3 separate regions of the Mus musculus genome follow, and all the other regions are linked to region 2. A link is a contact called in public Hi-C and targeted proximity ligation data. All regions are on one chromosome and are shown on one strand. The core of a region is the stretch at or near the end of the contact, and the rest is flanking DNA. Distances in the headings are between cores, read along the strand shown.

Region 1 (4,274 bases), core at 1,086-3,585, 270 kb before region 2:
ATGGCAGCTCACAACCTATGGAACTCAAGTTTCAAGGAATCCAACGAATGCCCTCTTCTGGCCTCCATGAGATTGCATGCTTATAGTGTTTCACATACAGTGCGGGCAAAATACTCATGCACATAAAGATAAATCTTTAAAAAAAAGCCATTTAATTCAAGCCATAAGAGTCTTGACAGGGTACATTGGTAAGTTATGGGTATATAATGGTGTGTATCAGGAGACAGAATTGGAGCTCTGACTTGCTAATGCGGTGTGAAATCCATTAAATAAATGTCCTTTGTTTTTGTTTGAGCTGGAATATTCAGATTGGTGGATGGTGCTCAGTTAACTTCCACTCAGCAAGTCTGTTATGTGCCTCCAGTTAGAATCACCCTAGTGTAGAAGCTAGAGAAGCTTGTAGACCATGCCGCGGGAACAGCAAGTGCAACAGTTTGATGTGGGAACAAAGCTAGGACACCATGAAAGGAAGGCAGAGCAGATCGTAGGATAAAATGGTGGAAGGTGAATTTTGGAGAAATACTCAGAGGAGCTCATGGACTGATCAAAGCATAATAAAACCACTGAATCATTCCGCACAGATAGCAACTAAGAATCTCTGCACCAACCAAGGGTTTGTGTGACTCTCCTAGTCCCACACTCCCCTCTCCGGCCATGCTAACTGCCGTTAGGTGTGTTTGGGGGTGGGGTGGGGTGGGCGGGGCATCTTTCTAACTTATTCCATGCTGAAAGGGAGAACAGAGAGGGGCAGCCATCAGAGTGTCTCTCAAGAGGGTCAATAAGGAGCTTTGATAAACTTAACTGATGATCCTGAACATAAGGCAACCATTGGTGACTATGCATCCTCGGAGCTAGCTCCGTGAGCGGCATAGAGTCTTTAACACACTGTTAGTACTATTTTAATTCCTATTGAAAAAGTAGTCCAGAAAATTGTTGGAGAAGCTGAGTGTGGCAGCTCGTGTCTTCAATCCTAGCCCCTGGGAGACAGAAACAGGAAGGTCTCAGTTCAAGGCCAGCCTGGTCTATATAGTAATTTCCAGGTTTGTCAGAACTATGTAGAGAGATCTGTCGGAGAAAAAGAAAATGCCGTGGGTGATTATGCCCCATTTAGAGAAAGATCACAAGAACCTTAGTAGGCTTTGTCATCAGTAAGATGCTATTTTCTTTGCCACCACTGTCCATTGCAAGATGTATATGGTGGAGCAAACTGGTAGTCTGGCTTGGGTTTGTCTCAAACCCAAGCCTTTAATTAGTTTAAATTTAGAAGTTGGCCTTTTGGTTTCTTCCATCACAGCCTCATGGGGGGTTAAGAAACCAAGTTAATGAAGAAAATTCCTTAACCCGATGAGTAATATTAAGACTTACTTAGTAAGACAGAATGTAAATCGTGCAGCTGACTGGACCATGTGCCAAAACCCTGTGGAAAGAGGGGGTCAGAGAAAACCGTCTTCTCTACATCTAGACTGAGTGAAGTTTTGCTTGAGAGATCTGAGTCTAACTGCAACTGGCTGTTACTCCTTAGGCCTCGGAGCCCTGCCTAAGAAGTGGATGCCTGGGAACTCCTCCAGACTTGTCCAAGTAATTTTCCCATTGGCACTGCCCACCTAGGGAAAGGGGCCAAAAACAGATAAGAAAGATGGCAAGCTTCAGGCTTCTTTCCCACACTCCTGACCTGAGACAAAGGCCTAAGGGCCTGGTGGGCTTTTTCTTCTGACAATAGACCCCCTTGCTGGTAGGCTGTTCTGACAAGTTCAAGGCTGAGGCCACATATGGGCACATTAGCCTCTCTCCTTGCTTTTGTTCAATCTGACCAGGCCTAAATTAGCAGAGGAAGACTATTCAAAGGCCCTCAAAACTCCCAGCCCTCCATAAGAAACTGGACTTCAGTGTCCCCAGTCCTCCTCTAACTTTCAGAGGTTCTTTCTCTGTGTCTCTTACCATGTGTTTCCTCGCCCCTAGTAAAAACCTTGCATCAGCCATTAAAGAAAATCTCCCCATGAAACATGAAAAGTAACTGTAGGGTTAAACAGGCATAGGTCTTGTTCCTTCATCTTAGTTTTTCAACGGAGCTGGGACCCACATATAGCCTGGTACAGCAGGGGTGTTATGATTAGCTAAAATGGGAATCCTGTTCTCTGGCTGGGGGTTGGGGGCAAAAAAAAAACTGATACAAGAGCCAGAGAGCATAGTGGGGCTAGAGGTGGGTCACTGGGGAAAATACAGACTAACTAGAAAGGAAATCTTTACTTCCAATTTAGGGACTTCCATGTACCCGACACTTATCCCCAAGGGGGATGGGTATAGAGACAGAGCCCAGGGAACACGCCCAAAGTGTCAAACATGAAAGTGAAAGTGATGGAGTTCCCACTCAGAGGTGAGACACAACTCACAATCTGAGTTTACCAGTTGATTTCATTCATCCACCTATCCATCCATCCAATGCTTTTCTGAAAATTATAACAGGACCTTTGCTGTACACAGTACGCCATCCAATGTTTCCTAACTGGGAAGGACTGGGAAAATGAGAGCAACAAGGAAAAAGACAATCAAGCGATGCCAACTGCAGATTTCCCAGATGGAAATGCTTAGACTAAGTCAAATGACAGACAAAAACAGCTATTGTAATGATTGTGTTATAATCATATTGTAAAATGATTAGAAATATACAACTAAATGGAAAGATGGTCTCAGCAAACAAAATTACGTTATTTCTAAAAGATATGGCATCTGAAAGAAGAAAAGAACATACAAAATGGACAATTCAAGAGAGGCTATGAAGAGCCTAGCCAGTAGATGAAGAGAACTTGGTAACTATCCATCTTAAGAGCAGCTTGAGAATCAATTGTCTTACTTACTCACTTTACATCCTGCTCACTGCCCACTCCCAGTTAGCCCCTCCCACAATACTTACCTCATCCCCTGTCCTCTTCTCCTCTGAGTGGGTGGGGACCCCCTGGGTATCTCCCCACCCTGGCACACCAAGTCCCTGAGAGGCTAGGCTCTTCCTCTCCCACTGAGGCCAGACAAAGCAACTCAGCTAGCAGAACATATCGCACCCACGCACAGGCAACAGCTATTGGGACCCTCTCCCTTAGCCCCACCTCAACCTCACTCCAGTTGTCCAGGACCCACGTGAAGATCAAGCTGCTACATATGTGCGGGAATTGCTTGATAATCTTAAAGGGGGGGCTGTAGCTTTGAAAAGCAAAAATGTATCTGAGTGTAATTAGCTACAGAGTACTTAATGAAACGCTAACCTTAGTACTTTTATGTGCTTGCCACAGACACTTATGAAGAAGCTCCTCCTGCTTGTCAGCTGCCTTGAGTAAGGAATTAGCATCATCATAAGCCCTGCCTTGGTGATGGTAAAAATTTCCTGTAACGATGCTGTATAGCCTTAAAGCAATAAAGCATGCTCAATGCTCCATCTACAGTTTCCTGGTTGGATCCATTCAGTTGTTGTCTACCTGCAGTGGAAGGAATTTGGAAACCTAGCGACTCACCACTAGATCATGGTCAAAATTCATCTCCGGAATTGGTACCCAATGGTAGTTTTGCTTGCTGGCTATGGTTAACTCTTTGATGTAGCCTTGGCAGTCAGACCTTTAAAAAAAAATGTCATACAGAAGCTAACCGGTCATGTAGATATAATGTATGCTTTTCAATAGAAAATATAGGAGAAAAAAGGACAGTGTTGCACTGGTTGACTAAGAAAACATTAAGACATGTTTGGGGGAAAACTGAGCAATAATTGTGTTTGGAGAAATGGCTTCCTAATTTAGGAGTAGAGAGTTTCAAGACCTTAGAGTAACTCTCATTGGTATATTAGAACCATATAACTTTCAAAGTCTTTCTTGCTTTTTTAACTTTTTAAATGTATTTTTTCCAGCATATATGTCTGTGTATTACATGATGATGCCAGATATCCACAAAGCCCAGACAGTTGTGAGCTGTGTTGGTCCTTTGGAAGAGCAGCCTTTACTCTTAACCCACTAAGCCATCTTTCTAGCCCCCCAAAATGTATGTTTTATAAATGGTATTCTTTTAATGACTGTGCTAACATTTGCTTGGAATATTCCAACGGTTGCATTTAATTCTTATAAAATAAGAAGTATGTTCTATTTCTATCTATATTATACATGTGGATCAGAAGAATAGGAAGGGTTAATAATCTGTTGAGTGTTGCAGACCTGGTTCCTAGGATCTAAACCCAAGAATTATAGTTTCAATTTTGCTGAAGCCACAGTCTGCCTTTTGTAGTGCTGTTGGGATAT
Region 2 (3,835 bases), core at 1,257-3,756:
AGATACATTTTAAACCTTCATTTGTCTAAGTACTGTAGGTAAAAACTGTAAAGAAACCTCTGTCACAGATTATAGGTTTTCTCCAGTGGGAACACAATGCTTAACAATTGACCTATATATGAACACATAAAACAAGCCACTGGTTGAAAGAGACAATGTGTAGTTGTGAAAGCACCAACAGGGTTTTTACTTTTTTTTTTAAAGGGGAGGTTTGAATCTCATCTCTAAAGGAGTCCTCTAATCTGTGTAAGTCTTTGCAGCAAAATAATGAGGAGGATGGCTGGCCATCCCAGGTTCTTGTAAGAACTGAATCACATGATGTGTGGACAACTGCCTGGATTAGTGTCAGAAACAGAACAAGTACTTAGACACGATGTGCGTGACGAGAAAACACAAACACACCGATTTGGCAAATGATAAACTCACATGTGCAAGTTTCTTACCGGGGCATCCAGTGTCAACATAATTAAAGGAAATCTCATTTTCCTTGAAGCTCTGCTTGCTAGCTGAACTTTTCAGCTCTGCACAAGTCCCTCTCCTAATCCATCTGTATCTTCATTGTTTTAGACAAAGGACGATTAGTCGCAGGCTGGGCTCTCGGAGTGTTGAGATATGGATTAAGAATACTCCGTTCAGTGATGTTGAATGACCAATTGAATATTTTTGGTGAGTATATTTTGCATTTTCCTCAAAGTTAAATCTTTGGATCTGAATGTCATCTTGTCTGTCTGCTCAGCATTAATTCTGCAATACTGGGACCAGCACATTGATGTTTTAAATCATAAGAAGAATCTGCTTTTATTTAATATCTTTGTCCCTCTATGAACTGTGGGGGAAAGGGAGTTGTCAAGCCTGTGTTCAAACCAAAATTTGCCAAAAAATCCTTTAAAGTAATAATCTTTAGGCAAGACCAGTAGCACTCTCTTGTTTCATTTCAGTGTGTGTGTGTGTGTGTGTGTGTGTGTGTGTGTGTGTGTGTGTATCTTTCCTGTGTTTCCTGCTCCCACCTGAACTGCACAGTAATTAAAAATCACGTCATCTCTCCAGTTGTGCATCAGGGCTACATGCATGTCACTTGGCCACTCTGCTATCTAAATCAGGTGTTGGGGGTGGGGTGGGGAATCAAGGTTAGTGTGAACAGCTGGCATCTGCGTCCGGCCAGGCCAGCTGAACTTCAGCCTGAAGCTTGGCCCAAGCCCAGACTGATAAAGCCTTAGCTTAGCTCTAGATTTCTACAGAATTAGTGTGCAGAATGTAAAGACATGAAGACCAGCTCCATCTGCTGTGCATGTCTCTTGAGGCCATTGGGGGCTTAACTTGCTTTGGGGGAGAAGACAGTAGAGTGGAGTGGGGTGAACCCGGGGGTATCTTTGCCTCTGGCCTGTTTCAACCTATCCATCAAAATGCTGACCTATATTCCAGTGACACATATTAGATCCAAGCAGGACAAACTACCCAGGGTGTCCTCCCCCCTCCCACTTAGGCAAGGGGGCAGCCACATCTGTTCTTTCTCCTCAGGCTCCAGATGTGAGCTGTGAGGGGCAGAAGGAAGGTTGTTAAGAGGCAAGTCCGGTGCAGCAGGAACAGCACTGCATTCTCAGGAAAGCAGCAGTAAGCAGTGGGGTGAAAGAAAGAAAGATAGGTTTTCGGATCCCCAGATCTCCCCCCCCCCCCAAGCCATTGTTTTTAAAATGCTTTCCTGTATTTCTGTAGAGTGGGCAGATGGCAAGATCCTGGAAGTGTAAAACAGCTACAAGAAACAAGATGATTCAGACAGAAGGAGTATGAATAAATCCTGGCTGGTCATCTCATTATTAATCAAGATACCACCACCCACCCTCTACCGCCTTGTAAGTGTGTGCGGGTACAAACACACACACACACACACACACACACACACACACTCACTTGCTTGCATCTGTGCATACATGCATCTCCCTCTATTGCTGACTGCCTTATACCCCTGAAGTAGACTCTCTCACTGAACCAGTGCCGATTTTGTTTTTTGCCTAGGCCGTGGGCTAAAAAGCCACTGTAATTCTCTCTCTTGTCTCTGTCTTCCCTGCCTCAGTGCTGGAATTACAGGCCCACTTGGGTACATTCAGTTTTTTATGTGTGTGCTGGAGATCTGAACTCAGATCCTCACATTCAGGAAATAAGTGTTCCTACCCACCAAGCCTTCTCCTGAGCCTATCTTTAAGTTTTCATGCCTTGTTTCATTTTTAGAAGGGTGCAGTGTACAGTCAGAGCTCTGTTTGAGGCTTTGGATAGGAAAAAAAAAGGCACCATTTTTACATTTTACTTATTTTGTGAATTGGCTCATTTGGAAGATGTGGGGATGAGACCACTCATTGTCAGTAGAGGAAGAAAGAGAAAATGGAACTCCTATGGAGGACGCCAGAGCCGAGAGTCAGGGCCACAACCAAAAGCCAGGGATGGTGCCCTCTAAAGCACAGGAACTGTGCCTAAGAGAGATATTTTCAAGTGGGCCTGTGGTTTACCACAGTGTCCTCGTGATCAGTATAGTGGTCAGATGTCAGGCGTAACTGAAAGTAAGTTCGTTTTCCCACAGTGGGGAGAGAGAGAGGGAGAGAGAGAGGGAGAGAGAGAGGGAGGGAGAGAGGAAGGGAGAGAGAGAGAGAGAGAGAGAGAGAGAGAGAGAGAGAGAGAGAGAGAGAAGCAAAAAAGAAGAAAACATTTGCTCATATGAAACGAATACTTTTCCATTTTAGAGCTGGGCTGGCGCAGGCTTGAAAAAAACGTACCATCACCCGTGTGATGTTTCTGAAGAAAGCCGGAGAAGCAGCAACAGTTGGTGCCTTTGATTAGCAGAACATTTCAATCCCCACCCCATCTTTTCTCCAAATAGTCGTTCACAATGCGAGTGCTCAGCCCCACTGTTTGCTCGGTTCAATAGATCTGGGGGCAAGGGTTATGCCTTCCTGTTACCATGGGGCTGGCAGAGAGAACTGGAGGCCAGTGATCTTAGTCTGAGCTTCAGGATCATGGCTAGCTCCCTACAACTGTCCCCAGATGTTCCCAATTCAACCTGCAGTGCAGATTACGTAATCATCTCTTCACGACGCATGAGCATAGGGGGAACTCTGGGCTCCAAAGAGTTAAATTGTCATCTGCAATGGAATAAATGGTTTAACCACAAATTCATCCTGTGCTCGCCTACTTATGTGTTACCCTGGGTGCATGCATTTCCCCCTTTCAGATATTATTATCTTTTATGATATCATATCTTAAAATGGCTCCTCTGTCATTTAGGAGCAAGGTCTCCTAGGTTCACCACCAGAAATGGAGCTGAGTGCTTTCTGTATTCACATATGTCACATAAGCCCTGGGAATACAGGGTGACAGTGTACCACTCACTGCCTGGAAGACAGGAAGCTGCATATTCTAGGCAGCCCTGCATCCCACCTTGGATGCCTTTTCTTTCTGTCCTGATCCTTAGCAAAACCAAGCATCCGAACCTGATCTTTCCATCTCCCTGAGCTGGGACTACCTTGAGCATCCAGTGTGAAATTTCCTGCTGACATTGTTTTGGCTGGATTGCTAGCTACATGTGGGAGAATTTAGCTCAAACAGCACAAAGCTAATAGCATGCCTCTGTGCAGTCAAAGGGAGATCAGTAGAAAAAAGGTGACGTCATGGATATTTCAGGGACTTCAGGTCTGCTGTGCAAAGCGGCTTCTTCACTACACATAAGTCAGAACCTGGAATTGAGACAAAAAACAACTCTCCCTTCTCATAAATAGCTGCTCCGGGACTCAAAAATATTCTAAATGCAATGGTTCAGATATGGTCCCTTTTCCTTGGAGATCCATCT
Region 3 (3,733 bases), core at 824-3,323, 310 kb before region 2:
AAATTTTTTTTGTATGTGTAATTAATCTCAGTTGTTATTATCTTTAAATGTTGGGTTCTTTGAAAGATCCAAAGGAAGGAAAAAGAAGTGGGCAGGGCGAGTAGATTTAAAATCCCTTGATGTCTTCAGTTGGTGGGCGACAGCTTCCTCCATCTACGTATGCGTGTTCAAAAGCAGCAATTAGTGACCAGCACACAGATTTAAAATATTGGAACGTACGGCATTTATTATTAACTTTGGCTTTTGAAAGTTGTTTGTAAGTCTCTATAGAGGTATATCAATGACTGTATGAGAAGTCCTTGTTGTATAAGAGCTAAAATCAGGGCTGTGGAGATGGCTCCCTTAGTAAAGTTCTTGCTATTCTGAGTTCCCATTGTTCTTTTTTTTTTTTTAATAGAAGAAAAGGTTTATTTTACTCACAGTTCCATATAACAGTTCATTATCAAAAGTAATGAGGACAGGAACTGAAACAGGGCAGGAACCTGGAGGCAGGAGCCAATGCAGAGAGCATGAAGGGGCACTCCTGACTGGCTTGCTCAGCATGCTTTCTTTTCTTTTCTCTTCTTTTCTTTTCTTTTCTTTTCTTTTCTTTTCTTTTCTTTTCTTTTAATATTTTTTATTATTACGTATTTTCCTCAATTACATTTAGAATGCTATCTCAAAAATCCCCCATACCCTCCCCCCACCACCACTTCCCTACCCACCCATTCCCATTTTTTTGGCCCTGGCGTTCCCCTGTACTGGGGCATATAAAGTTTGCGTGTCCAATGGGCCTCTCTTTCCAGTGATGGCTGACTAGGCCATCTTTTGATACATATGCAGCTAGAGTCAAGAGCTCCAGGGTACTGGTTAGTTCATAATGTTGCACCTACAGGGTTGCAGATCCCTTTAGCTCCTTGGATACTTTCTCTGGCTCCTCCATTGGGGGCCCTGTGCTCCATCCAGTAGCTGACTGTGAGCATCCACTTCTGTGTTTGCTAGGCCCCGGCCTAGTCTCACTGAGTTCCCATTCTTAGAACTCATACAAAAGCCAGCTTGCTCAGCATGTTTCTGCGACCTCTGTGACAGGAAGCAGGCAGAGAAGACTATCCTGGGGGCTTGCTGGCCAGTTAGCTTAGCCAAAATAACTAGCTCCGTGTTCAGTGAGGGAACCGTTCTCAAAAACAGACTAGTTGCAAAGTCATAGAGAAATACCTGTTGTTCCCATGACACACACACACACACACACACACACACACACACCTAAAATTGTTTAAGTTAACCTTCATTTTCTGTCAGAGCTGACTCACTGAAAGTGTCAGCGTTTGCCTAGATTCCCTGGGAAAGGTTCCGCAAGTGCAGTCGGTGGTCAGGGCTGGCTTCTGGGGCTGCTTCTCTGTCCTCTTGAACTACTTTGGTTTCTTTGTTTCTGTTTTGTGGGGTTTTTTAAGATTTGTTTTTGTTGTTTTGTTGTGGATTTTTGGTAATACTTTCTAGCATTTGAAATACATGTTTATATAAAATAAATTTAAAATTCACTATTGTGGCTTATCTAGATTTATTTCCTAAGAAATCTTTCATGCTCATACATCAGCCTCAGTTTATCTCAGTGAGACAGACACACAGACACAGCACAGTTGGAAAGGAGGCTCAACAGGGATAGGAGGGTGAGAGTGGTGAGGCGATGTGAGACAGACACACAGACACACCACAGTTGGAAAGGAGGCTCAACAGGGATAGGAGGGTGAGAGTGGTGAGGGCGATGTGAGACAGACACACAGACACACCACAGTTGGAAAGGAGGCTCAACAGGGATAGGAGGGTGAGAGTGGTGAGGGCGATGTGCAGTCAGTTCCTTCAAGGAAGATGCAGTTCTAGGAGGTGTCTTAGGTCGTGCAGGGTTAGGGAGCATTGCCTCTCACTGCTGTCTAATATTTTAGCCTCTACTATCTAAATACATCTCTGTAGGCAAGTTTGCCCATTTCTCTTTGGAATGTGCTGTTTCACTTGTCTTTCCTCACTTGTCTTTCTATGTGTCAGACTGAGAGAACAGTGGGGGAAGTGCGGAATGTGTCCCTAAGTAATCAGTTCTCTTTGAGACAGTTATCCCCCCACCCCTTCAAATGATGGAATGATGTACTGTACCCATTAAAGGGCTGCTTTCTTCTGTTAGACTTGCTGTTGCTCACATGCTAGCTAAGAAATCAGAATGTTCAACTGTTAAGGGGCACACAGATAGGATTTCCCTAAGCCTAAGGTAAACACACGGTAGGAAAGACTCTTGAAAGAATTATGAGTTTTTAGTTGCAAATGACATAAAATGTCTTTACCAGAAAGGAATAATGCTCTGGAGGAAGTTCCCATTGTGGAAAGCAGAAGTTTAGGAAACGTGGTGTAGGGGCTACAGTCTGCTTAGACACCAATGCATGGTCCTACATCCTGGTTGCTGTCTGTGAATTCCCAGGTCTTCCAGTGAGATCTTTGAAGAATCTACTGTTCTCTTGTACCTTGCTGCCCACTCTGTAGGAGTGAGTGTCTCACAACAAGGGAAAGAGAAAAGAAATACCTGCCTCTGATCTCAGTGTTTGCTAACTGGTTGACATAAGGGTGGCACAATTTCCTTATGAAATTTTTATACTTCATCCCCCTTTCAGAAATTTGTAGCTGTGTTTACATATAAGAAGCCGTGGTCTTTGTTTGTTTGTTTGGGTGTTCTTGGACTTTCTAGCTTCCAAAGCTTCGGACAGTTAACTTCTGTGGGGCATTGTGTGCATACGTGGTGTTTACTTTGTGTTGACTTTCTTTTCAACTGAGTTTTCTTTTAAATTGTTTAAACTGCTTTGATTCCTTTTGTAGACACAGCTTTATAATGCTTTATAAGTCCTTTCTTTATGCCTTTATAATATAGCCTTTATAAATCCCTTCTGTGCCCTTAGATTCAGATAAATGTTGACTAAAGAAATTGATGGGTTATATTTTGCTCAGAATAACTGATTGCTAACTCTGCTTTATTGTTGTATATAATTACTATATTTTCTATTGCTAGCTCTTAAATAATCAAGAAGCAGCTTTGCTTAAATTATCAAGTAGAAAAGATTTAACTTATGAGGAATTGTTAATATATCTCCTACTACTGACTCGGCATTTTTCTTTTGGACAGAGAATAGAGAAGTGAAAGGTTTAGGGCTCCCTGCCTTTTTCCTGTTTCCAGCATTATACACCAGTCAAGCGTATGGAATTCTAGTTTCTTTTTGTTCTGTTGCTCCACTCCAACCTTTAGTTGATACTGTTTTTGTGTTCCTTCTTATACACCACTTTGTGCTGTTCTGATTTCATCTCTGAGCACTCCTTCTGCCATTGTGATGACCGTGTTTTAAAATGGAGCTTTGTGAGCTCTCTGCAGCTAAGTGTTTTTTCCTGAATAATTTGTTCATTACAAAAGAGAATTCTAGAGAATCCTACCAAGTCCATAGCATTGTTACTGTGATTGCTGTTTTGAGATGGTGTCCAACTCTAATCCCAGCTGACTTCAAACTCAGTTCTATAGACCTGGCTGTGTTTACATGTGTGCGGTGGTAACATGCATGGCACATGTCACTTAGTGGGCTTGACCTTTCTTTCTCTCTCTTTCTTTCTTTCTTTCTTTCTTTCTTTCTTTCTTTCTTTCTTTCTTTCTTTCTTTCTTTCTTTCTTTCTTTCTTTGAATCATCAAAGTATGACTTCATGTTTTGTCTTTTAAAAAATTACATTTCCC

What was found. A called contact is a pair of places that touch in the nucleus more often than the background predicts.
Region 1: a targeted proximity ligation map of pro-B cells shows a contact between it and region 2, with 7 times the contacts expected there. A contact is called at or near these places in 7 of 484 Hi-C or Micro-C datasets (the G1E-ER4 cell line, bone marrow-derived macrophages, cerebral cortex and 2 more) and 9 of 130 datasets of targeted methods (the 230-238 cell line, CD8 T cells, the NIH/3T3 cell line and 4 more).
Region 3: a Hi-C map of bone marrow-derived macrophages shows a contact between it and region 2, with 26 read pairs. A contact is called at or near these places in 1 of 484 Hi-C or Micro-C datasets (bone marrow-derived macrophages) and 3 of 130 datasets of targeted methods (bone marrow-derived macrophages, effector CD8 T cells and large pre-B cells).

Annotation. Positions count from the first base shown.
Region 1 is chr19:32,830,031-32,834,304 of GRCm38.p6, forward strand. No RefSeq gene overlaps it. Among named protein-coding and RNA genes, the nearest start is that of Pten, 75 kb to the left of the region's middle.
Region 2 is chr19:33,099,020-33,102,854 of GRCm38.p6, forward strand. It overlaps Gm29863 (a long non-coding RNA gene), which reads left to right. Exons shown (of 5, transcript XR_386659.2): 3 at 568-666; 4 at 1,714-1,850; 5 at 2,733-3,142. Among named protein-coding and RNA genes, the nearest start is that of Gm29863, 15 kb to the left of the region's middle.
Region 3 is chr19:32,786,553-32,790,285 of GRCm38.p6, forward strand. The region is part of intron 2 of Pten (phosphatase and tensin homolog); the gene reads left to right. Among named protein-coding and RNA genes, the nearest start is that of Pten, 31 kb to the left of the region's middle.